5 separate regions of the Mus musculus genome follow, and all the other regions are linked to region 2. The links are chromatin contacts, called in public HiChIP or PLAC-seq maps. All regions are on one chromosome and are shown on one strand. Each heading gives the region's core, a stretch centred on a gene start, on an enhancer-like site or on the middle of the called end of the contact. The rest is flanking DNA. Distances are from core to core; before and after follow the strand shown. Region 1 holds the start of Prlhr (prolactin releasing hormone receptor). Region 2 holds the start of Pdzd8 (PDZ domain containing 8). Region 3 has its middle 11 kb from the start of Gm34300. Region 4 holds the start of Cacul1 (CDK2 associated, cullin domain 1). Region 5 holds the start of Nanos1 (nanos C2HC-type zinc finger 1).

Evidence for each region. HiChIP or PLAC-seq counts read pairs in DNA pulled down with a chosen protein or histone mark.
Region 1: an H3K27ac HiChIP or PLAC-seq map of stem cell-derived neural progenitor cells shows a contact between it and region 2, with 6 times the contacts expected there. The contact joins the promoter of Prlhr here to the promoter of Pdzd8 in region 2. A contact is called at or near these places in 10 of 39 promoter capture datasets (the 3T3-L1 cell line, 3T3-L1-derived adipocytes, cranial neural crest and 6 more), 1 of 484 Hi-C or Micro-C datasets (embryonic stem cells) and 8 of 115 datasets of contacts at active chromatin or transcription factors (the 230-238 cell line, T-cell acute lymphoblastic leukemia, astrocytes and 5 more).
Region 3: an H3K4me3 HiChIP or PLAC-seq map of embryonic stem cells shows a contact between it and region 2, with 6 times the contacts expected there. The contact joins the enhancer-like site here to the promoter of Pdzd8 in region 2. A contact is called at or near these places in 3 of 39 promoter capture datasets (cranial neural crest, hippocampal neurons and second pharyngeal arch cranial neural crest) and 10 of 115 datasets of contacts at active chromatin or transcription factors (the NIH/3T3 cell line, acute myeloid leukemia, differentiating embryonic stem cells and 6 more).
Region 4: a FOXA1 HiChIP or PLAC-seq map of pancreatic cancer cells shows a contact between it and region 2. The contact joins the promoter of Cacul1 here to the promoter of Pdzd8 in region 2. A contact is called at or near these places in 14 of 39 promoter capture datasets (the 3T3-L1 cell line, 3T3-L1-derived adipocytes, the HPC-7 cell line and 9 more), 7 of 484 Hi-C or Micro-C datasets (CD4 T cells, CD8 T cells, the N1E-115 cell line and 3 more), 19 of 115 datasets of contacts at active chromatin or transcription factors (the 230-238 cell line, the SCID.adh cell line, acute myeloid leukemia and 12 more) and 1 of 9 other capture datasets (adipose tissue).
Region 5: a contact with region 2 is called in an H3K27ac HiChIP or PLAC-seq map of thymic regulatory T cells, with 8 times the contacts expected there. The contact joins the promoter of Nanos1 here to the promoter of Pdzd8 in region 2. A contact is called at or near these places in 2 of 39 promoter capture datasets (erythroid cells and hippocampal neurons), 3 of 484 Hi-C or Micro-C datasets (the G1E-ER4 cell line, embryonic stem cells and myeloid progenitors), 4 of 115 datasets of contacts at active chromatin or transcription factors (the NIH/3T3 cell line, pancreatic cancer cells, pro-B cells and 1 more) and 2 of 9 other capture datasets (embryonic stem cells and liver).

What each region holds. Positions count from the first base shown.
Region 1 is chr19:60,466,830-60,469,592 of GRCm38.p6, forward strand. It overlaps Prlhr (prolactin releasing hormone receptor), which reads right to left and starts at 1,475. Exons shown (of 1, transcript NM_201615.2): 1 at 1-1,475. The coding sequence starts at 1,297. The coding sequence ends at 185.
Region 2 is chr19:59,344,511-59,347,210 of GRCm38.p6, forward strand. It overlaps Pdzd8 (PDZ domain containing 8), which reads right to left and starts at 1,270. Exons shown (of 5, transcript NM_001033222.3): 1 at 209-1,270. The coding sequence starts at 1,077.
Region 3 is chr19:60,396,343-60,399,042 of GRCm38.p6, forward strand. No RefSeq gene overlaps it. Among named protein-coding and RNA genes, the nearest start is that of Gm34300, 11 kb to the left of the region's middle. Within about 2 kb of position 1,384, at least 1 of the 459 cell types and tissues checked has an H3K27ac peak or open chromatin away from gene starts, as enhancers often do.
Region 4 is chr19:60,579,705-60,582,404 of GRCm38.p6, forward strand. It overlaps Cacul1 (CDK2 associated, cullin domain 1), which reads right to left and starts at 1,319. Exons shown (of 9, transcript NM_030197.2): 1 at 624-1,319. The coding sequence starts at 1,014.
Region 5 is chr19:60,754,579-60,757,278 of GRCm38.p6, forward strand. It overlaps Nanos1 (nanos C2HC-type zinc finger 1), which reads left to right and starts at 1,409. Exons shown (of 1, transcript NM_178421.3): 1 at 1,409-2,700. The coding sequence starts at 1,688. The coding sequence ends at 2,491.

The DNA of each region.
Region 1 (2,763 bases), core at 225-2,724, 1.1 Mb after region 2:
CCCAGGCTCTTCTGCTCCAAAGCCCACCTAACATTTCACAGAAACACAAAAACCAGACAAATCAAAAGGGCTGGGTGGGAATTCGCATGTGTTGGCTTAACTTTGGTGCTGGGAATAAGATCTCACGACGACCTCTGGGGCTAAGGGATATGAATTTCCCCAGCTCGGACCTGGCAGAGCGACATCAGATGACCACGCTGACAGTCATGTTCTGGCCATGAGGCACAATCTTGCGGGGCCAGGACAGCAGCATCTTGCGCAGCTCCTCTCGAAAGCTGTCGTGCAGCCATGCATAGATGAAGGGGTTGTAGCAGGCGGAGCTCATAGCAAGCCAGTGGCAGAGTAGCTGCACCAGCCCGAAGGCGTAGGGGTCGATGGCACGCGGGTCCAGGTCTCGCAATAGGTTGAAAATGTGCAGCGGCAGCCAGCAGACCGCGAACACTACCACCACCACCACCAGCAGACAGAAAGTGCGGCGGCGACGCGCTCGGTCCCAGTCAGCTTGACTCTGGGTCACGCTGCCAGGCACCACGCGGTTCCTCAGCTTCACTGACACCCGTACGTAAGACAGGAGGATGGCCAGCAGGGGGAGCAAATAGGTGCCCAGAAGCAGCCCCCAGGCGTAGATCTGGCGTTGGCGCTCCTGCGAGCCCCAGAACTCCTCGCAGAGGCTCACGTCGTGGGGCTTGAGCTCCACATGGTAGGTGTGCACCGCGGCCGGCAGCGCCAGCACTGCAGATAGAGCCCAGATGCCCAGCACCGCGTAGGCGCTGAGCCTCAGTGAAATGCGCCGACGTAGCGGGTGCACCAGAACCACATAGCGGTCCAAGGCGATTGTGGTGAGTGTGAACACCGATACATAGACGGTGACCGGCTGCAGGAAGAAAACCAGATGACACAGGCCTCCACCGAACACCCAGCCCCGAGGTTCAAAGGCATAAGCTAGCGTGAGAGGCACACAGGCGGCACACATGAGCACGTCGGACAAGGCCAGGTTGCCAATGAGGAAGTTGGTCACGTTGTGCAGCCGGCGCACGCGCGCGATCACCAGCACAAGCAGGCAGTTGCCCACCAGACCCACGACCACCACGATGCTGTACAGCATCACGATCAACCCCTTCAGCTGGTGCACCAGCTGCAGGCTCTGGAACGGCGTGACTGCTGCAGCTCGGGGAACCGTTGCAGACAGGTTGCCCTCCGAGGCCTCTGCGCTCTGGTTGGCTGGAGTCGAGCTAGCTGGCAACAGCCCAGAAGACAAATCGGGGTCTCCAGTGGTCTCAGTGGACAGTGAGGTCATGGCTACCTGTTCAAAGGTAATCAAAGTTGTCACTTTCCATCTTCCCTCGTGTACCTTTTCCCACCACCCAACTCCTCTCTTGGACACAAGACCCAGAACATCAAGCGCAATGAATGTTGTCCTTCCAGTTCTATAAAAATAAGCCTAACACAGGTTCTTTAAACAGCTCCTATTCGTGGATAGCTCTCGCGGTCCCCGGAAGGCAGACCGGGGAGCTGGCCCTACCTGTGAGCAGGCTTGGCTGGCGGGAAAAGGCTCTCAAAGGCGGGAGCAGACCGCCTGCTGTTCCTCAGGGGTCCTCAGCCAACAATGGACGCTCGCTCGGGTTGCTCTCTTCTACTAACGGATTCAGTAGTTCCCAGTGGGTCAGCAGCTTGTGAGGGGTCTGGGAGCTCCTCCCCTCCACCTCTTCCTGACTTCAGCTCTCCCTTCAATGGAAGATGGGGGCGGAGCTTACTGCCCAACTCTGTGCTTAAGAGGAGCAGCATGTGTAGTAGGAATAAGCAAGAAAGGGGGTGGGGCCAGGAACCTGGGCCCCACGCTCCAGGGTGATCTCCACTTCGGAAGTGTGCAGTGCCCCTGGAGAAGCTGTTCCAGAGGGGCGTGTCCCAGGGGATGACAGAGGAGGTGCGGGAAGCGCCAATTTGTGATGTCCACCAGGTGTAGTCTCCAAAGGCTGAGAGGATTTGGAAATAGGGAAATGTAGATAAACTAGGGAGTGAAGGGAAGTCCTCACAGGACAGCTCCAGATCCTGCAGAGCTCCAACTGCAGCTGACAGAGTCGCTAGAGTTTGGGGTCTAGCAGAGCTTTGTTATGCTGCACCTGTCGCTGGTCAGGGATTTTAGGGCTCTAGCACTCCAGTGTATCCTTTGAGCCTTTTGCAGGTGTGGTGGCCAGAGTTTCCTCTCAAAGGGAAAAAATCAGCACCACGGGCAGCTCCCCAGTGCTGTGTGGGTACGGCGCAAGGGGGCTCGCGACAATCGAAATTACTGCAGCTCTGTGGATCTGAGGCTTGCTCCCTGGAGCAAAAAAAAAAAAAGAAGTGCAGGATGGAGATTGAAGGGTGACTTTGGCTCCGATATGGATCATCACCAGGGACCGTGCCATCATTTACCTCCCTAGCTCAGAAAAACGCAGCCATCAGGCCAGTTTGTGCTCTATAAATTCACCCCAATATCTGAACCCTGCCACTCTTTGCTCATTTCTCTTTGTCGCTACAGCAACCCAAGGCGCCACCTGTCCTAGCAGAGATTGTTGAGTTCCTGACTTTCTTGTCCTCCTAGAATAAAAGCCCTTCCTATGTCGGTTTAGATATTTTTTTCTTTTTTACGTACTAGCGGTTGCAGGGTTTCAGAAAGAATAACAAAGGTGACATTTGAAAAGGTTAAGTTTCATAAGATCTTTAGTAGCATGAAGTTGTCACTGAAATATAAGTTAAGCTGCACAGTGAGAGGTCTGTCAGGAA
Region 2 (2,700 bases), core at 20-2,519:
TGACTGGCCAGGGACAAGGCGCTCAGGCCTCCAGCTCCCTGTGCTGCCTTGGCAGCACGGGAAGTGCCCACTACCCGCCTTTCTTTGCTTGGGGGCCTCAGTCCAGGTGGAAGCAAACTGCAGGCCAGGGTCGTGCTGGGAATCTGCCTTGGCCCTTCCCTGGCTAACCTCCCCCGGGTAGCCTCGGCTCCCCTGACCCTCCTCTCACCTGATCTTGTAACTGGGCAGGGTGTGCTTGCGCTTGATGATCTTCTTGAGCTGGTTGACGATGATGGAGGTGAGCTGGGGCATGGGCCGCCCCTCGAACTGGGAGCGCACCTCGAAGTCAATCAGCGGGTCCTCCACGAAGGAGAAGAACCAGTGGGTGAAGGGCACGCGGGTGAGGACGAAGCGCAGCCTCCCCACCACGCGAGACAGCTTCACGAACAGGTAGGCGGACTTGCCAAACACCAGGTCCACGTCGATGGCCAGGTGGAAACCGCCGTTGTACTCCACCTCCGCTTCAAAGGCCAGCTCCTCCGGGCAGGTGGCGGGCAGCGCGTCCCCGTCGGGGTCGTCGGGCTCGCCGGTGCCCGAGGCCACCACGGGCCGCACCAGCCGGATGGTCTTGATGAAGGGCACCGTGTCGCCCAGGAACACGTCGCGCAGACTCAGCCCCTCCAGCAGGCGGCCGGCCGTCTTGGTCTGCAGCAGCTCCTCGAACTCCACCTTGATCTTCTTGGTGACCCAGCGGCGGGCGAGCGCGGTGTCCCGCAGCTCCCGGAACAGGAACAGGATGGTGGCGTTGAGGAAGTAGCAGGTCTCCAGCGTCGGCGGGGCCGGGCTGTCGGGGGTCGGGGTCGAGCTGGCGCCGGCCTCGGAGGAGCAAGCAGCGAGCTCCTCGGCGCCGCCGCCATAAAGGTACTCCCTGAGGGGCAGGCCCGGCACCGGCTTAAGGTAGCGGAAGCCGTCGCCCGCGCGGGCCGCTTCGTCCGCCCGCGGCTCGGGCTGTCTGCGGTAGAGTAGCAGGAACTGTGCGAGCAGCGTGAGGAACGAGCCCAGCACGGCCGACGCCAGGATCAGGAGCAGCAGCCCCATCCCGCCGCCCCCGCCGCAACCCTCGGCCTGCTCCCGCGCTCTCCGCGCCGCCCTCCTCCTCACGCCGTCGCCCCCGCCGCCTCCATCTTGAGGACATCGGTCGCGGATGAGCGGCTCCCTGGGCCCGAACCGAGCGTCCGCAGTCCGACGCTGCCTGGCGGCGCCTTAGCCCGCCGCGGCCCCGCGCCTCCTCAGACGCTCCCCCGGGGGCGGCCCGAGCGGCGGACCGGCGGCGGGCGAGGGCGGGAACGGCGCCTCCCCACAGAGCCTGCGCTCATTGGGCGAGCGGCGCGTGACGTCAGAGCGTGCGCGCCCCCGGCGCCGGGCGCCCCGGCGCGCTTGGACGCGGGTCCTTTCCCACCTCTCGGCGCGCTTCCAGCGCCGCTCCCCCCACGCCCCTGCATTCCTGCCGCCGGCGGCGCGGCGATCCGTGCGTCCGTCGTCTCCGGAGGGCGCGAGATAACGGAAGGAGACCTGGATAAGTCGGGCTGACGGGGCCCGGCGCGGCCGTCCGTTATTCCGCGCCCATCCCCCGCGGCGGCCGTGGGTCCTGCCGGATACCTCTGTGGCGACCGCCCAGCATCCCTCAGTGTGTTGCTGCCTCCCCTGCAGGGCAGCGCCGCAGAGAGCCTGAGCACAGGCGGTTGGGACACTGCCCGAGCCGGCCAGAGGACAGACTGCATCAGGGATTGCCATCGCTAGCCCGCACAGACCGGCAGACCTGCATCCGCAGAGAATGGGCCCCGAGAAGGGACCAAGCGGAACCGCGAGAAGGGGACTAACTTTCCTACCTTGGGGATTTCAATTTAAGTGAGAAAGAAGTTTATTTGAGGTCTGGGAGGAGTGGGTGAGCTGAGTGAATTTGCCAGCATATTGGAAGGTGTCTTAGCGACTCCATTCAGATTGTTCACGCCCCCCTCCTCCCTTCTTTCCTCTCTGAGGGCATTATCCGGAGTCCATCCCTCAGGCCATTACTTTTAGTGCCTACCAATTTCACAGAATAACCCGTGGTACCCGTGGCATAGTAAAGAAATTGCTTAGGGGTCACATCGTGGGATCCTAAGTCCTTGGTTTCTACTTGGCATAATAACACGGAGGATGCTGGAGGTTTTTTTTGGGGGGGGGGGTTGTTTGTTTGTTTGTTTTTCGAGACAGGGTTTCTCTGTGTAGCCCTGGCTGTCCTGGAATTCACTGTGTAGACCATGCTGGCCTCGAACTCAGAAATCCACCTGCCTCTGCCTCCCAAGTGCTGAGATTAAAGGCGTATGCCGCCACCGCTCAGCTTAGCTTTTTGGTTTTGAAAATAAAAAATAATAAAAATTTAAAAAGCCGATCAGGGATCAGGTCCCAGTTGCTCCATAAAGGAGAGTTGGAGATGCAGAGACTGGGAAAAGTGGAAGATTTTGCAGAGGGTACCAATAGAGCCAGAAGCCTTTGTGTTCCCTGGCAACGGTGTTTCCTCTGGTGCTTTCTGACTACTCAGTTGTTACATCACAGTTTTTATCTGTCCTCACCGACACAACTTGTCTAGTCCTAGGGAGGTCAGGTATTCCGCTACTAAAACCCTCGTGGATTCAGGCTGGCTCTTGAGACATCAGTACAGGGATCCTTTCTAGTCTTGAC
Region 3 (2,700 bases), core at 134-2,633, 1.1 Mb after region 2:
TTGTAAGAGCTTGGAGCACTTAGATCTTGGGCAGGGTGTCTTAATGAGGGTGGAGTATGGTAATTATAGTCAAACTCATCGCTTTAATATAAGCTGTTTACCTTGTAGAGATAAACAGATTGAGTGATCTTGCAAAAATGATATCGATTTTGTCGAGCCTTCTCTACAATTCCACATACAGACACCTCCCTTACCTTGTTCTCTTAATGGAAAGTTTGAGACGTTTTGAGGTGTGGTGAAGACAATTGACAACCCACTGTCCCAACTTCATGTTGTAATTATGGCTCCTGACTTGTGAACACAAGTAAAAAGGACATCAAAAGTCTCTACAGACTCGACTGTTCACCGTAGTATTACAGACTTCTCGTTCACACAAATCAGAAAGTTGGATTCGAGGTGGCTGTTTCAAACAGAAAGCTGATTACTCATTTGAAAAAGGTAGTGTTCCTGTTTTCTGCAATTAACTACATTCTTGAAAAGCAACAGGCATGGAAAAATCACACGTCTATGGTGATTTTTTTTCAAAGAAAACAATTAGTACCCATATCAAAAAAGCTAATTCAGATTAATTAAAGAACACCCACATCAGTTAAATATAATACTTCCTCTTTCACTTAACCCACTGTATTACAGTGTGTTGTTTAAAAGTGTTGGGTTTCAAGATAATAAAGAATGGCAGCTGAAGTGTCTGGGGCTTGGAAAAAAACTTTAGGGTCTGCAGCCATTTTAATTGCACATAATTATGGATAAGGAAGTGGAACAATTTAATTTCTGGGCTTTCATGCTATTAGAAAGCTAATGGAACAGTATCAGAATTGGTTATTTAAGTAAAATTGCAAGAAGCTGGTTTTCATTCTGAAGCAGAAATGGAAACTAGATGGGAAGCTGAATAGCCATTCCAGTGTTTTCATTTATGTGATCGAATGGTAATTCAAAATCTACTGGAAATTATGGGGGGATTAGAACAAATAAAGTCAACATACTTTTGAAATATTTGGGTTTTTTTTTAATTTGGTAAGTAGAGAAAAATGTGTCAAAGACAGAGTTCACTCCTGTGTGGGCCAAGTGAATCTGGGAGACTCAAGACACATGCAGTGGTCTAAGAGGGAGCTGCTGTGCAAGAGGTCACAGTGGGAAGGAATGTCAGCTTTTAATAACAGCCTTTTATTATTCTATAATGTCATTTACTAAAATGAGGGCCTAGGGCAATAGCTCAGTGGGTCAAGTGCTTGCCCACAAGTGTGAGAACCTGAGTTAGGATTCCCATCATCTATGTAAAAAGCTGGGTATGGCAGTGAGCACCAGCCCCATGCAAGGGAGACCTGGAGACAGGCAGATCCCAGATTTCTGCTGGGAAGCCAGTCTAGGGAAATCACAAGCAAATACAAGTGTGTGTATATGCATGTGTGTGTATGTAAGTGTGGAGGCCAGAGGCCAGCACCAGGCATCTCCCCCATGCTTGCTACCTTAATTGTTTTGAAACAGGCTCTATTGCTAGACCTGGAACTTGCTGATTCAGCTAGAGGGACTGGCTGGCAAGCTCCCAGGTCCTTCTGTCTCAAAGTCCTCCAGTGCTGGGATTACAGGCATGCTCCATAATACTGTCTTTTGTTTTGTTTTGTATTAATGCTAGGGATTGAGCTCAGGCCATTATGCTTGTAGAGCAAACATTTGGCTGTAAATCCCTCACGTAGCTCTCCTCTTCATGACTATTGTAACTTCTATAGGAGTTGACCTGCCACGCTTTAAACATGTGCTGCCAAAATTTATCATCTTACAGTAAGCAGTGAGCACACAGTGGAATAGTATGGGTCTCTGATGCCTTCCTTGGGGCACCCTCCTTGCACTGGAGGAATGTTTTCATGAAGATGTGGTCTGCTGAAAGCTTCAAATATACATAAAGATTTCCAAAAGACACTTTTTTTCAAAATTTGAATGTTTTAGAGATAGTTCACATGGAAATACATTTCTCTTTTCTGGGCTTTGAACAAAGTAGAACACATTCTAAATGTTCCTCTCAGAAGACCAGGACTTTTTTTTAATTAGATATTTTTTTCATTTACATTTTAAATGCTATCCCAAAAGTCACCTATACCCTCCCCACGCCCTGCTTCCTGGCCCTTGCATTCCCCTGTACTGGGGCATATGATCTTCTCAAGACCAAGGGCCTCTCCTCCCATTGATGACCGACTAGGCCATCCTCTGCTACATATGCAACTAGAGACACAGCTCTGGGGGGTACTGGTTAGTTCATATTGTTCCTCCTATAGGGTTGCAGACCCCTTTAGCTCCTTGGGAACTTTCTCTAGTTCCTTCATTAGAGGACCTGTGTTCCATCCAATAGATGACTATGAGCATCCACTTCTGTATTTGCCAGGCACTGGCATAGCCTCACAAAAGACAGCTATATCAGGGTTCTTTCAGCAAAATCTTTCTGGCATATGCAATAATGTCTGGGTTTGGTGGTTGTATATGGGATGGATCCCCAGGTGGGGCAGTCTCTGGATGGTCCTAAACACTATGACTCTCTTCTCCAAGTGTCTAATGTGTCTCATGGACCTAAGAACATTTCAAAGTAGGAAGTGTGGATACACCCCCCCCCAGGTCTACTGTCATTGACACCAGGAAATTGTTTCTAACTGAGAAAAAAAAACTTTTATGACCTCAGCCTTCTAAGGGCTACCCTATTTGCCAAGAGGC
Region 4 (2,700 bases), core at 69-2,568, 1.2 Mb after region 2:
AAAAAGTTCAACCTGCGGTAGGATCCTGGTTACAGTCACTTGCTGAACCGCTTCTCTGGAACGTGATTTTACACATCAACTTCAAAGACTTGTAGCAGTTCCCACTACATAGTAGAAGTAACTAAGAATTCCCTGACAGGATGCAAAAACTCACAGAGAACAAAGAGTTGCTAGAGACCAACGTTCAGAAGCCCGATTTGCTAAAAGTACAGCGGCAAAGAATACAAGAACACATTTCTTTGCTCTCTGGTTGAAAAAAAAAGACGAAAGGCCTCTAACGAAATTCAAGACCGCCTTACTTTTCCCTCTCGCTCTGTAAGGTGAAACTTTGAAGGGGACACCCTAGAGAAGAGCTTACTAATGTTGAGAGATGATCAGGAGTATTAAAGATCTTTTCTAAAGCATAAGCTGAGGCTGCGCAGGTGTAACAGGCAACACTGGCTGGCTGGCCGGATACTGGCCGCAGACACCGAATCAGGGTGGGAGGGTTAAGAGAAGGAAAGAGAACTAAGCCTGGAACAAAGGAAGTGGAGTTACTCTCAGGGCGGGGGGATTCCACGAGCTGGTGTGGAGAAGCCTGGCTGGGGGGTGGGGGTGGGGTCGTGGAGGAGGGACAGACTCACGGAACTTGGAGGTGGAGGTGTTGATGTTGATAGTGGAGCTGGAGGTGGGGGCAGGGGCCGTCTTGGCCACCGCGGCGGCTGCGTCGCAGCTCTTCAACATCATGATCACCCCGTTTGGTTCCGGCAAGGGCGGAGGCCCCATCGGGAGCCCTTCCTTAGGACCCTTCCTCTCCATGGAGCCCGCGTGCACAGCCAGCAGCTGTCCCCCCGGGAGTTCTCGGCCTGGATCCGGGATGGACGACGAGGGCCGCGGCGGCGGCGGCGGGGGCAGCGGCGGGGCCGGCGGAGGCTGGCGGAAACTGTCCGCGGCGGCCTCCCAGTTGTTGTGATTCTGGTCGTCCATCATTGCCTCGTAGGTGAGCATTTCCTCCTCCTCCATGCTCTCCTCCATCCCGCCGGGCCGCGGCTTCCCAGGCACCTGCCCGCCCACCTCAGCCCCCGGGCCTGGGAGCGCAGAAGCCGCCTCGAGTTCACATCGCCCGGAGCCCTCGCGGGTGCGGCGGAAAATCCAGTGGCGCACCGAGCGCTTTCGCCCTCCGTCAAGACGACTCCGCCGGAGGAACCGCTGACTGAGGTGGGCACTCCCGGGGTCTGGTTCTGAGAGGCAGCCGCAAAGGGCTGACGTCCCTCACGACATTTTACAGCAGTTTCTTCTGGCCTTTGGAAAGGGCTCTGGGGGAGCGGCCAGGAAGGCACGTGATGCGAGGGACGGCCTGGAGAAAGCTGGGCGAAAAGGGGGCGGGAGCTATGAGTCACCTCAAGGCGAATGCACCCAGCGGCGCGATTCCCTCTCCCTCCCCTCCCCACTCCCCCCTCCCCATCAGTTTAGACCAGGTGTCCAGACCCGGATTCGCTGGCCCCGCCCCCGGCCGACATTACGTGATAAAGGACTTTGGTCTGCGCACGCGCATTCTCTAACTTGTTGCCACAACTAGTCTGGGTGTGCCCGAGAGTGGACCCAAAAACGGCGCACCAACGCTCTTATGTTTAACAGCCCCCTTCCCTTTTCTTTTTTAGTCTTTTCGTCTTTTCTTTTTTCTTTTTGTACTCCAAACTGGGCTCCAACTAACTCCAAGCAGTCCTCTTTCCTCAGCCTTCTGAGTGTCCCTTCATACCCCATGCTGGCTAACCTTTCCATAGTGAGGGTCCCCCACCGACACAGGCTTTTTGCCACCCAGACCTTGACCTCGCAGCCTGAGCCTTTGCTTGGGGAATGAAAGGACAGTGTGGCAGTAGGCCCTGGGTACAGACTCCAAAGGGTAGACTGTTGGTGTGTGCCGTTTTTTAGCCCTAGGTATCCCAAACTAAGAAGGACAGAATATTGATTCAGAAATTGCACAATATACATTCCTTCCCAGAGTATGTGAAACATTTACAAAAGATAAACATACTGTGTCTCTAAGCAAGTGTCTCTGCATGTCTGAGGACTGACATAACCACATTCTCTGACCACTGTGCAGTTAGAAACTATTAGGGTTCTCTAGAGTCACAGAACTTATGGAATGTCTCTATGTATTAAGAGAAATTATTGGGATGAATGACAGTCTGCAGTCCAGCTAACTTAGCAATGGCCAGCTGTGATGGGGAGCTCTAAGAATCTAAGTAGTTGCTCAATCCCACCAGGCTAAGTCAGCTGGTCTTCTGTATAAACTAGAATCCTGAAGAAATAGGTTCCAACAGATGTGTTGGCAAGTGCAAGCAGGCAAAGAATGAATGCTTTTTCCATTGTCCTTATGTAGACCTCCAGCAGAAGGTGCGGCCCAGATTAAAGATGTGTACCACCATGCCTGGACCTAAGCTTTTGTTTAATGGAACTTGCTCTGTCTCAGGCTGGGCTTGAACTCAGAGATATGCTTGCCTCTGTCTCCTGGGATTAAATGTGTATACCATCTTGTCTGGGCCTAAGCTTTTCCTGGGCACTGTGCCTCAAGTTCTAGATCAAAAGTGTGTGTCATCCCATGTCAAGACCTGGGTGTCTTCCAGCTTCAAGATCGGGATTGCAGGTGTTCCCTCCATTTCTGGATTGTAGTTCATTCCAGGTGTAGTCAAATTGACAAACCAGAAATAGCCATCACAG
Region 5 (2,700 bases), core at 159-2,658, 1.4 Mb after region 2:
CCCTCATATTTTGGCGGCTTCCTGCCACTTCCATGGACCCACGCCCATTGTTGGAGCCTCATGGTTTCTTCTGGATTGGTCTGCAGCTACTGATTCATGTTTGGTGACACTATTGAACTGGACTGCTGATATCCTGACAACAAAGGTCGGAATAACTACTTCTAAACAGGTCCATGACCCCCTTGTCCTATTAACCGTTCTTCCTCCCCTACCTTTGGTAGGCTATAAGGTAGCCTGATGTGTTGAAGAACCTTTATTGAAGTAGGTTTGTAAAAAAAAAAAAAAAAAAAAAAATCTAAGCCAAAACATGTGAATGTGACCTACCACCCAAAGAAAACTCACAGCATCAGAGGAGAGGTCTTACCACCTTGCTTCCATTGACACTGTACGGTACAGAGTGGGAAAGCTAGATCAGCCCTCTCCTCTGCAGAGCATTTTCTGACCCTCATCCTAGGTCACATTCCAGAAGAGTCCTCGGTGTCTTTTCCTAGTTTCAAATTATTTTTTGAGGTTGTTGGTGTTTATCACTTTAAGTTGCTTCTTTTCCAGGGAAGAGCAAGACTACTTCTTTCCCTCCTAGTAAGTCCTTTATTTTCCAGGGTTTTACCAAAAAGAGAAAATGTTATCTGTTTCAAAGCATTGAATATGCTGTTTTTCAAGTTCCACAGACCCTAGATTTCCATATAAGCACCCTGAAGAGGAGCTTCACACAAACTGGTCCGTAGTAAGAATTTCTAGCCCAGTTGTAGCCTCCACCTAACCTAAGTAAGTGAACAGCCTACGGCCCCAATTTCTGAACACCTGTTGGACCTGTTTTGATCCTCCACTACTCACTACCATATAAACTATATAAATCGTGAGCTTCCTCCCTGAGCCTCAAAGTTTGTGGGAGGACTTCACCCTGTGGAAAGTGCTCCAGAGCGCTGTGCCAACTGAAGTCACTGGGTCTTTAGCTGGGCTCTGATGGGAGCTAGCGCCTAGCCTTGCCTCCCCCAGCTTTTCTTGCTGATGATGATAAAAAGGAAAGTGGTAGCTTCAAACCATAAACCCGGTCCAGCCAAACCTGCAAGTGGATGCAAGTGCATCCCAGTTGCTTCATTGCGATCTGTGCCATTGGCATCCTCAATACCCCGCAGTGAAAAAAACAAAAACAAAAACCCAAGCTGGGTTACCGGCTGAGGTCTCCACGCTCGTGCAAAAGCAAGCCCCAGCCACCGCCTCATTCAGTCGCTTTCTGCACAGCCATTCCCTCCCAGCAAGCGCCGCCCGCCCCTTCCCCGATCGCCACCAATCAGCGTCCCGACCGGCGCCCGCGGAGTCAGGTCCGCAGCCATTGAGCGCCAGGGCCCGAGGCGGCGCCTCACCCGCCCCCTCGCAGGATGCCAGGCGCCCCGCAGCTGGTGAGGTGGGCGCAGCGCACGGGGCGCAGGAAACGCGCGGGGCTGGAGAAGAGCGCGCGCCCGCCTCCGCTCCGCCTCCGTCCGGGGGCGCGGGCGCAGTGGCCCGGGCGGAGGATCGCAGGGGGCAGGGCCGAGACAGCGAGGAGGGGCACAGGAGAAAGCGGGAGCGATAAAAGGAAGCAAGGCTGCCCTACCCCACGGCAGGCCGGCGGGCAAGCTCCTGCGTCCCTTCCGTCTGGCCCTTGCCGGCGGCGGCGGCGGGGAGGCGCGCGGCCCGCTGCCGGCCCATGGAGGCTTTCCCTTGGGCGCCACGCTCGCCCCGCCGCGCCCGCGCCCCCGCGCCTATGGCGCTCGTGCCCAGCGCCCGCTACGTGAGCGCCTCGGGCCCGGTGCACCCGCAGCCCTTCAGCTCCTGGAACGACTACCTGGGGCTTGCCACGCTCATCACCAGGGCTAGCGACCGCGGCTCCCCGCATGAGGGGCCCGGGCCCACGGCGGCGGGGCCCACGATGGGGCCGCCCGAGGACGATGAAGACGATGACGGCGAAGAGCCGGAGGCCGGGGGCCGCTACCTGGGCGGTGCGTTGGAACTGCGCGCACTAGAGCTGTGTGCCGGCCCCGCTGAGCCCGGGTTGCTGGAGGAGCGCTTCGCTGAGCTGAACCCGTTTGCAGGGCGCGCCGCCGCGGTTCTGCTGGGCTGCGCGCCCACCGCCTCCACCACCGCCGCCGCCGCATCCACGGCCGAAGTGACGCCGCGCGAAGAGCCAAGCCCTGCGTGGGCTGCCGAGCCTCGTCTGCACGCGGCTTCCGGGGCGACCGCCGCACGTCTGCTGAAACCGGAGCTTCAGGTGTGTGTGTTTTGCCGGAACAACAAGGAGGCGGTGGCGCTCTACACCACACACATCCTCAAGGGCCCGGACGGCCGGGTGCTGTGCCCGGTCTTGCGCCGCTACACGTGCCCCCTGTGCGGCGCCAGCGGCGACAACGCACATACCATCAAGTATTGCCCGCTCTCCAAAGTGCCACCGCCCACCGTCCGCCCGCCGCCGCGCAGCAACAGGGACAGCCTGCCCAGCAAGAAGCTGCGCTAGGAGCGGGCTGCATCAAGCTGTGTACACCTGAAACCTGCGCTCCTCTCCCTTGCCTCAATTTGGGAAGTCGTCTTGATTTTACGGAAGCCGCAGGAGCGCAGCACTTTCTTGTGGAGTGGTCGGTCTCTGACGTTGAAATCTTGAATTTTGTCCCTAGTTTCTAAAACGCGCATCCAGAACGGTGAGGGCTGAGCGGGTGTACCACCGGT